2 separate regions of the Mus musculus genome follow, and region 2 is linked to region 1. The links are chromatin contacts, called in public promoter capture Hi-C maps. All regions are on one chromosome and are shown on one strand. The core of a region is the stretch at or near the end of the contact, and the rest is flanking DNA. Distances in the headings are between cores, read along the strand shown. Region 1 overlaps Smg6 (Smg-6 homolog, nonsense mediated mRNA decay factor (C. elegans)). Region 2 holds the start of Slc43a2 (solute carrier family 43, member 2).

Region 1 (3,443 bases), core at 158-2,657:
ATTTCTGTGGAATTCTGTGAACATTTGCAGCACCCAGTGTCTTCTGGTCTGGCAATCTTACATGGGTAGCAGTGACCTGATGGGACAGGTTTAGGGTATATCTGTCTCTACAGAGTATATTTATTATTGTGCTATTTCCTCTGAGGATCATAGCCAGAAAGCAAATTGACTGGCTGAAATTTATCTGCTCTGGCAGACTATGTAGGGAGCTAGCCGGTACCAAGGGGAATCCAGAAAAGCAGGTGGGTCAGTCTCAGTCCCCTCACTCCCTCTTATGGTCTTCTGAAACATAGCAACCACAAGGAGACAGACCCAGAAACAGTACAGAGGAAGTGTATGTGCGTGCCAACTGAGATGGGGCCCACGGTGCTGGGCCTGGCCACCAACAGTTAGCAAGAAGGTTGCTTAGGCTTCACTAGGGTGACAGTAAAACTGAAAGGGCATGCCTTCAAAGGATGGGGGTGGCTTCTCGGTGACCTACCAGAGACCTTTCCCTATGAGTAAGTTGTTGCTGCCACTGCCACCACAGTTGGTGAAGACACAGGCCACGGGACAGTGGCAGCATGAGAAGTTTTGGCCAAGAGGCCCTGTCTGCTGAAACCCTCCAACTGTTCTCACCTCACAAGGGGAAAGTGTCAGCCACCTTCCCAGGGGCTTTCGGTCACTGTCATTCCCAGAGCACTGGCAAAAGGACAGTAACACACATTCTACTAATCTTGGTGGGGGCATTGAGAAGAACAGGAAAATGTCCTGCTCAGGTCCAGCAGATACTCTGCTGCCCTTTATGCCAAGAAGTAGCTCCCCTCCCCCAGGCTTCTGTCCTCCATACAAATCGACCAGAATGCTCTTTCTGAAGCCCTGTTCAAATATGTTTTTTGTTGTTGTTGTTGTTGTTGTTGTTTTTGTGGGAGAGAGGACATAATAAGTTCTGCCACATGACTGGTGGATGACAGGAGACATGAGCACCTATAGTGACAGGAACCATAGTCTTAATTAAGGAAGCACCACCTCTCTCTCTCTTACATCTGTTTTCCTACTTGGAGAAATGACATGCAGTCCTGGTTAGACTTCCATTAAGAATGCTGATAACTGTCGTTTTTCACCTTGGATGAACAATGGGTTCCTAAGACCAGGCTCATGCCACCTTATATGCTAGTGGTAAGTCAGACAGCCAAGGCAGGCTGGGGAGCAGCATGGCGTTTGAAGACAGGATAGATGTAAAACCTAGAGTAAGGTTTGGGGAAGCTTGATTTCCTTGGGTACCTAGAGCTATGGTCTGTGGCCAGAAAGGTGAACTGGCCATAGCCTCTCAAAGAGGTAGCAGATGGTTCCCTGGGAATGGGACAGGGCCAAGCTGCGTGTGGTGGTCAGAGCTGGGCTGCCCTCATCCGGTCTCAGGGACGCCTGCAGACAACTTCCCCTAACCTGGCTCTGCCCAGTGAGTCACCACACAACTGCTTCCTGTTCCCCACATGCCCTCATGGAGTCTCAGGAGATTAGACAAAGTTGCTCTCTCTTCTTTTGGGGTGCCAGTGGGCTTAGCAGGTAAGGGGATTAATACCTGGGTCACAAGATTAGTTCAGTACCAATAAAAACAATGACAGATCAAGAAGAGCTTAGGAGTCAGGCTTTCTGTGATGGGTGTCTGTGTTTCCGGCCCTTTCTGAGTGGCGCTGTGTGTGTTTAGCATTTGCCCTCCCAACTTTTCCAGATTTTACCCGTCAGATTCCTGGCAGCTGTGCACGGCGCCTGTGCCGGCCGTCACGTCCCATTCTGATCTCTGGGTCGCACGGTGAGAGAAGGACACAGGATGCGCAGGGAGTGAAAAAGTGATGTAGATGGGGAGAGTGCCAAGTCCCCACTCACAGCCATGGGACGCTCAGGGAGAAGGGGAAGCATGCTGCTGTGGAGTTCAGAGGCCGGTAGTGTCATTTATTTTTGTTTGTACGAGTAAAAAGCTGCAGAAGCCTCTGGTGGGAGTGAGGGGGGGAACTGGAATGCTAAGATTCAGACAGATCAGCCCTGGCCTGGACTCAAATGTACTGACCCGGAAGGAGAGTTCCACAGGAGCCCTCCACTGTAGCTCAGCCTGGGCCACCCTGGGAAAGTGTAGGCACTCCTAGGGCAGAGAGGTGGGAGGTGGGACACAGTCCTAGGGCAGAGTGGTGTGAGGTGAGCACCAGGGGCTCATGATCATCCTCGGCAAGACCTTGTCTCAAGAAAACAAAACCACGGGGCCTAGCAAACACAGAAGTGGATGCTCACAGTCAGCTATTGGATGGGTCACACGGCCCCTAATGGAGGAGCTAGAGAAATTACCCAAGGAGCTAAAGGGAACTGCAACCCTATAGGTGGAACAACAATATGAACTAACCAGTACCCGGGAGCTCTTGTCTTTAGCTGCATATGTATCAAAAGATGGCCTAGTCGGCCATCACTGCAAAGAGAGGCCCATTGGAGTTGCAAACTTTATATGCCCCAGTACAGGGGAACGCCAGGGCCAAAAAGGGGGAGTGGGTGGGTAGGGGATTGGGGGGGTGGGTATGGGGAACCTTTGGGATAGCATTGAAAATGTAAACGAGGAAAATAACTAATAAAAAAAAAAAAAGAAAACAAAACCAAACCCCAAAATAAGCAAACACACGAGCAAGCACAAAAAAGACTTAAAAATAAAGAAAAAGAGTAGATACTCCAAATCAGACTTGCAGCAATGAGGACCATCAAGTGTGCAAGAGAGAAATAACTCCAGTTTAGGAAAAGTGCTAAGTGTCCAGTTATCTCTGAGCAACAGGAGCAAACTGACAGACAACTGGGAAAGAGACATGGTATGCAGTAGCTGAGGTAGCTGATGGGTTGTGTCTCTAGGAAGGTTCTTTTACAAGTTAAAGGGGATGATTTTACAATGCCAACCCACTGAAAACAGAGACACAAAATTACACAGACAAAAATGCAATGCAATTGGCTGACACAGATGGTGCACAGCAGATCATGAAACAGGGCCACCACACCAAGTAGAGGCTTTAAATCTTTCTTCTGCTTAGAAGACCCATACACAGTGTGGTTGCTTCCTCCCTTCAAAGGGGATGGACTCACCCAGGGTCTGTATTCCTTATTATTCTGGAGACAGTAATATCATTACCACAAATGAGAGGTTTTATAACATGGCAAACTTTCACAATCACCTTGCATGTCACAGAGTACCTAACTTTGTGCCTGACACAAATTAGTAATGACAATGACAATTTCTACTCTCTCTTGTACAACTCTCTCTTACATTCTGTGCATCTAAGTAGGCATCACAGACATCAGGAACGAGAAATAGGAAGAAGGAGGGGCAGGAATATTTACTGCTTTTTAAGAACTTATTTTTTTATTATTTATTATTTATGTGTATACATGTGTGTGCACATGTGTGTAGGTACCTACGGGGGCCACAGGTTTTG
Region 2 (3,330 bases), core at 644-3,143, 380 kb before region 1:
TTGAGTTTGAAGCAAGTTTGGTCTAGGGGTTGAGTTCCAGGACAGACAGGGCTACACAGAGAAACCCTATTTTGAAAATAAAATAAAATAAATAGCAAGCCCACTTCTTAGAGATGACACTCAGGGCGTGGAACCTCTTGCCACCAAGTCTGTCAACCTGAGTTTGACCTCATAAATTCACATAGTGGAAAAAGAGTGTCAACAACCAAAAGCAGTCCTCTGTCATCGACAGCAGTCCTCTGTCATCGACAGCAGTCCTCTGTCAGTCATCCAGTTCTGTGGCCCCCATAAATGAATAAAAAAATGTAAGAAAAAATTTAAAGTAAAAAAGTAAATGAATAGGACTCTAGAAATAAAAAAGACATGCCAGCAGTGACCTACAGAGTCAAGCCTGGGTACGGGGTGGGGCAGAGACAAGAGACAAAGGCAAGAAGCAGTTCTTACCAAGGATGCCTAAGAAGGGGAGAGGATGGCAGCTGACTCGGCCCCACTGATGACCCTACAGCAACCAGGGTATGAAGACAGGAGTGGCAGAAGGAAGGGTGGGGGTAGTGTGGGCCAGCCTCAGCCTGCCTGCAGTCTGTCCTGGAGAGTCTAAGCATCCTTCTACCACTGTCTCCCTTCCTCTTCCTCCCTACGATGTTTTGAAAGCCACTGAGATGTTCTCACAGTTCAGGAGAGGAAATGGCCTTTGGAGAATCATAAAGCAGCAAAAATAGACAAGAAATTCTATCTTGGCAAGCCTTTAAGGGGACTCCATAATGGCCTGACTTAAAAACATGTAGGTCTAGATGAACCTTCCTTCGGGTGGAGGCGAAGCCACTTCCTCTCTCCTGCTGCACCCCGGCCTATGAGAGTTCCTCTTTCTTACACATGTTTTTTTTTTTTTTTTTTTTTTTGCAAGGCAAGCAATGCTGCAGGCCCTGGAAGACCAGAAGGCCAGCAACGTTCCTGACTGCACGCAGGAGTCTATTAGTCTATTAGTCTACAGCTTGGGCAAATGGAAGACTTGTCCCAGCCTCAGTTTCTCCATCCACAAACAGGGACGATGATAATGATACGCACCCAGAGAGCTGGATGAGGATCAAATGGGCTTTTTGGCACTTAGAGGCGCTGTGCAGCAAGCAGGCATAGCTGGCTTACATCTTCACCACCAACCGCCCTCTCCCAAAGACCCACTCCAGAAACCTGCCCCCGACCGAGGCGCCCATCTCACCTGGCTTCGTACACAGGTAGGAGTAAAAGCCCTCGGACTTGAGCATGATGAGCAGCGAACCCCAGCCCAGGAGGACTGCGGAGAAAAGGAGGTTTTCCAACACAGCGGTGCAGGCCATCCACCAGCGGCGCCGATGGGCAGTGGCCAGGGTGGGCGCCATGGTGCGGTGTGGCGGTGGTCGGGCTCCGGTTCTGCAGACACCTGCGCGCAGACCTCAGCTTCAGCGGTGGCTCTACCCAACCCGTGTAGCCGCTGGCGCACAGCCTGTCAGTCCCTTGCAGCCCAGGCTATAGGTGCCCGCCGCAAAAGAAAAGAACCCTAGCCCTGTCAGGGACCTGGGCCACCCCGTACCCGCAGCTACCTGGTAACGCTACCTTAGGCCACAGTGGAGCCCCGCTGGCCAAGAGGAAAGGCTTCTCCCTTAGTTCACTCGGAGGTAAACTGAGGCATGGCAGCTGGAAAAGGGCTAATTATGCTCAAGGACGTGGAGCGGGTCCTGATCCCAAGCAAGACTGAACAGCCACTTTGGGGGCCGGAAAGGGAGGCAGCTCGTAGTAAGGTCACCTGAGCAGAGGCTCACCTGAGAGCTGCCACTCCCAGGGACCCTGACAGGCTCCCGCCCGCCCGCACTCGAGACCCTTCCTTAGTGCTTGTTCCTTCAACCACAAAATCAGCACAGGGAGCCCCGAAACGGCCCGCCCACGGCGCTTTCATTGGCGGGACCGCACAGGAACTGCCGCGCCATTGGTTAGTGTTTAGGTCGCTAGGCGCTACCGCCACGCGAACCCCGCATGGGAGAGGCGAAGCCGGTTCAAACCGGCGGCGCGAGCCAACCGCGCGACCCCCGTGTCGGGCTGTTACCCCGGCGATTAGCCCGTTTCCATAGAAGCGGATCCCGTCCCTCTGTCCTCCTGGCCTTTTTCGTTACGTCTCCCTCCCGGTGTCGTCCCTCTGACAAGTATGCACCTTCCCTCCAACCCCTGCCTGCGAGCGGCTTCAGGTTCTCGCACCCTCGTCTGAGACCCGGATCCTGGGAGTCCAGCTCACCCGGCTCCTACCAGTGTGTATCGGGCCCGCCCGGCGCCTTTTCTGTCCCCTTTATTTCCAGCCCTTTTATTCCTATCCTAAGATGAAAAACACTGCCGCCCGTTGATTGGCTGAGTGGGGCTGGAAACAGGCGTCGGCCAATCAGCAGCTACCCACCCGCCCCCCGGCGAGCAGAAGCCGGTTCCGGCCGGACTTGGAGACAAACAAGAGGAATGGGGGGGCTGGGGGGCGGCTCGGGCAGGCCCAGCTCTACCCAGTTAAACTGGAGTGCCCCTCGACCCGGTGACCGCCGCGGGCATCGCCCCACGCCCTTCTCGTTGCCCTCTTCCTTGTCAAGTTCATGGGTCAGCGTTTCAGGGAGTCTTGGTCCACAGCGAGCTGGGCTCCAAGCACCGTGCGGTTCGGCCCGCAGTATAGACCACCGTTCTCGCCCGGAGAGAACCAGGGCCGGATGCTCCAACTCCGCAGGCCATTACCGCCCTTTTGTGCTGTTTCCCGGCCTGCTCCTTGGGCTTTGTGTCCGGGCTCCTCGCTGCCTAGCCCCCGTTGTCCTATCCAGGCGCTGTCTACGGGTATCAGAACACCCCGACCCAGGTCGTGGCATAATTACCGCATCCCTGCTAGATCTCCCGACTCACCGGGTCCTTGCCTGGAATCAGGTGCCTCCTGCCTGGTCTTTAATCGGTGTCCCTTAAGGGTCTGTAGTCAGGATTTTGGACTAAGAGCCCCTGGTCCTCCAGTTGTCGCCATCCCCATCCCGCGCCCTCTTTTCTCGGTGCCTTCAGAGACCGGTCAGTGTTCAGGCCGGTCACCTTGGCATGCCCTGCCCTCCCACTTTCCCAAACGACTCTTTCATGTGGCTGGCACACTTTCTCGTCCACCCTTCTTCATGCTGTGAGCAATCCCGAGCACCTAGTTAGTCTAAGTCTGACTTTGGAGAGCGCGATAGATCACTAGGGGTCCAAAGAGCTCCGTCCTTTCTGTATCATCAGCGGAGCTGCGCTGCTCTGAGGACCTGCTTGGACGTGGAATGGAGCCTCAGCACGAAAGATTTGGCTGTCCGTCCG

The links. Promoter capture Hi-C pulls out the DNA fragments that hold promoters and counts their contacts.
Region 2: a contact with region 1 is called in a promoter capture Hi-C map of liver, with 3 times the contacts expected there. The contact joins the promoter of Slc43a2 here to the enhancer-like site in region 1. A contact is called at or near these places in 2 of 39 promoter capture datasets (liver and stem cell-derived epiblast-like cells), 1 of 484 Hi-C or Micro-C datasets (embryonic stem cells) and 2 of 115 datasets of contacts at active chromatin or transcription factors (embryonic midbrain and memory CD8 T cells).

The regions. Positions count from the first base shown.
Region 1 is chr11:75,151,350-75,154,792 of GRCm38.p6, reverse strand. The region is part of intron 15 of Smg6 (Smg-6 homolog, nonsense mediated mRNA decay factor (C. elegans)); the gene reads right to left. Among named protein-coding and RNA genes, the nearest start is that of Hic1, 17 kb to the left of the region's middle. Within about 2 kb of position 1,407, at least 113 of the 459 cell types and tissues checked have an H3K27ac peak or open chromatin away from gene starts, as enhancers often do. A contact at or near this core is called in liver and memory CD8 T cells, where this site is marked.
Region 2 is chr11:75,530,675-75,534,004 of GRCm38.p6, reverse strand. It overlaps Slc43a2 (solute carrier family 43, member 2), which reads right to left and starts at 1,893. Exons shown (of 14, transcript NM_001199283.1): 1 at 1,591-1,893; 2 at 1,217-1,417. The coding sequence starts at 1,376.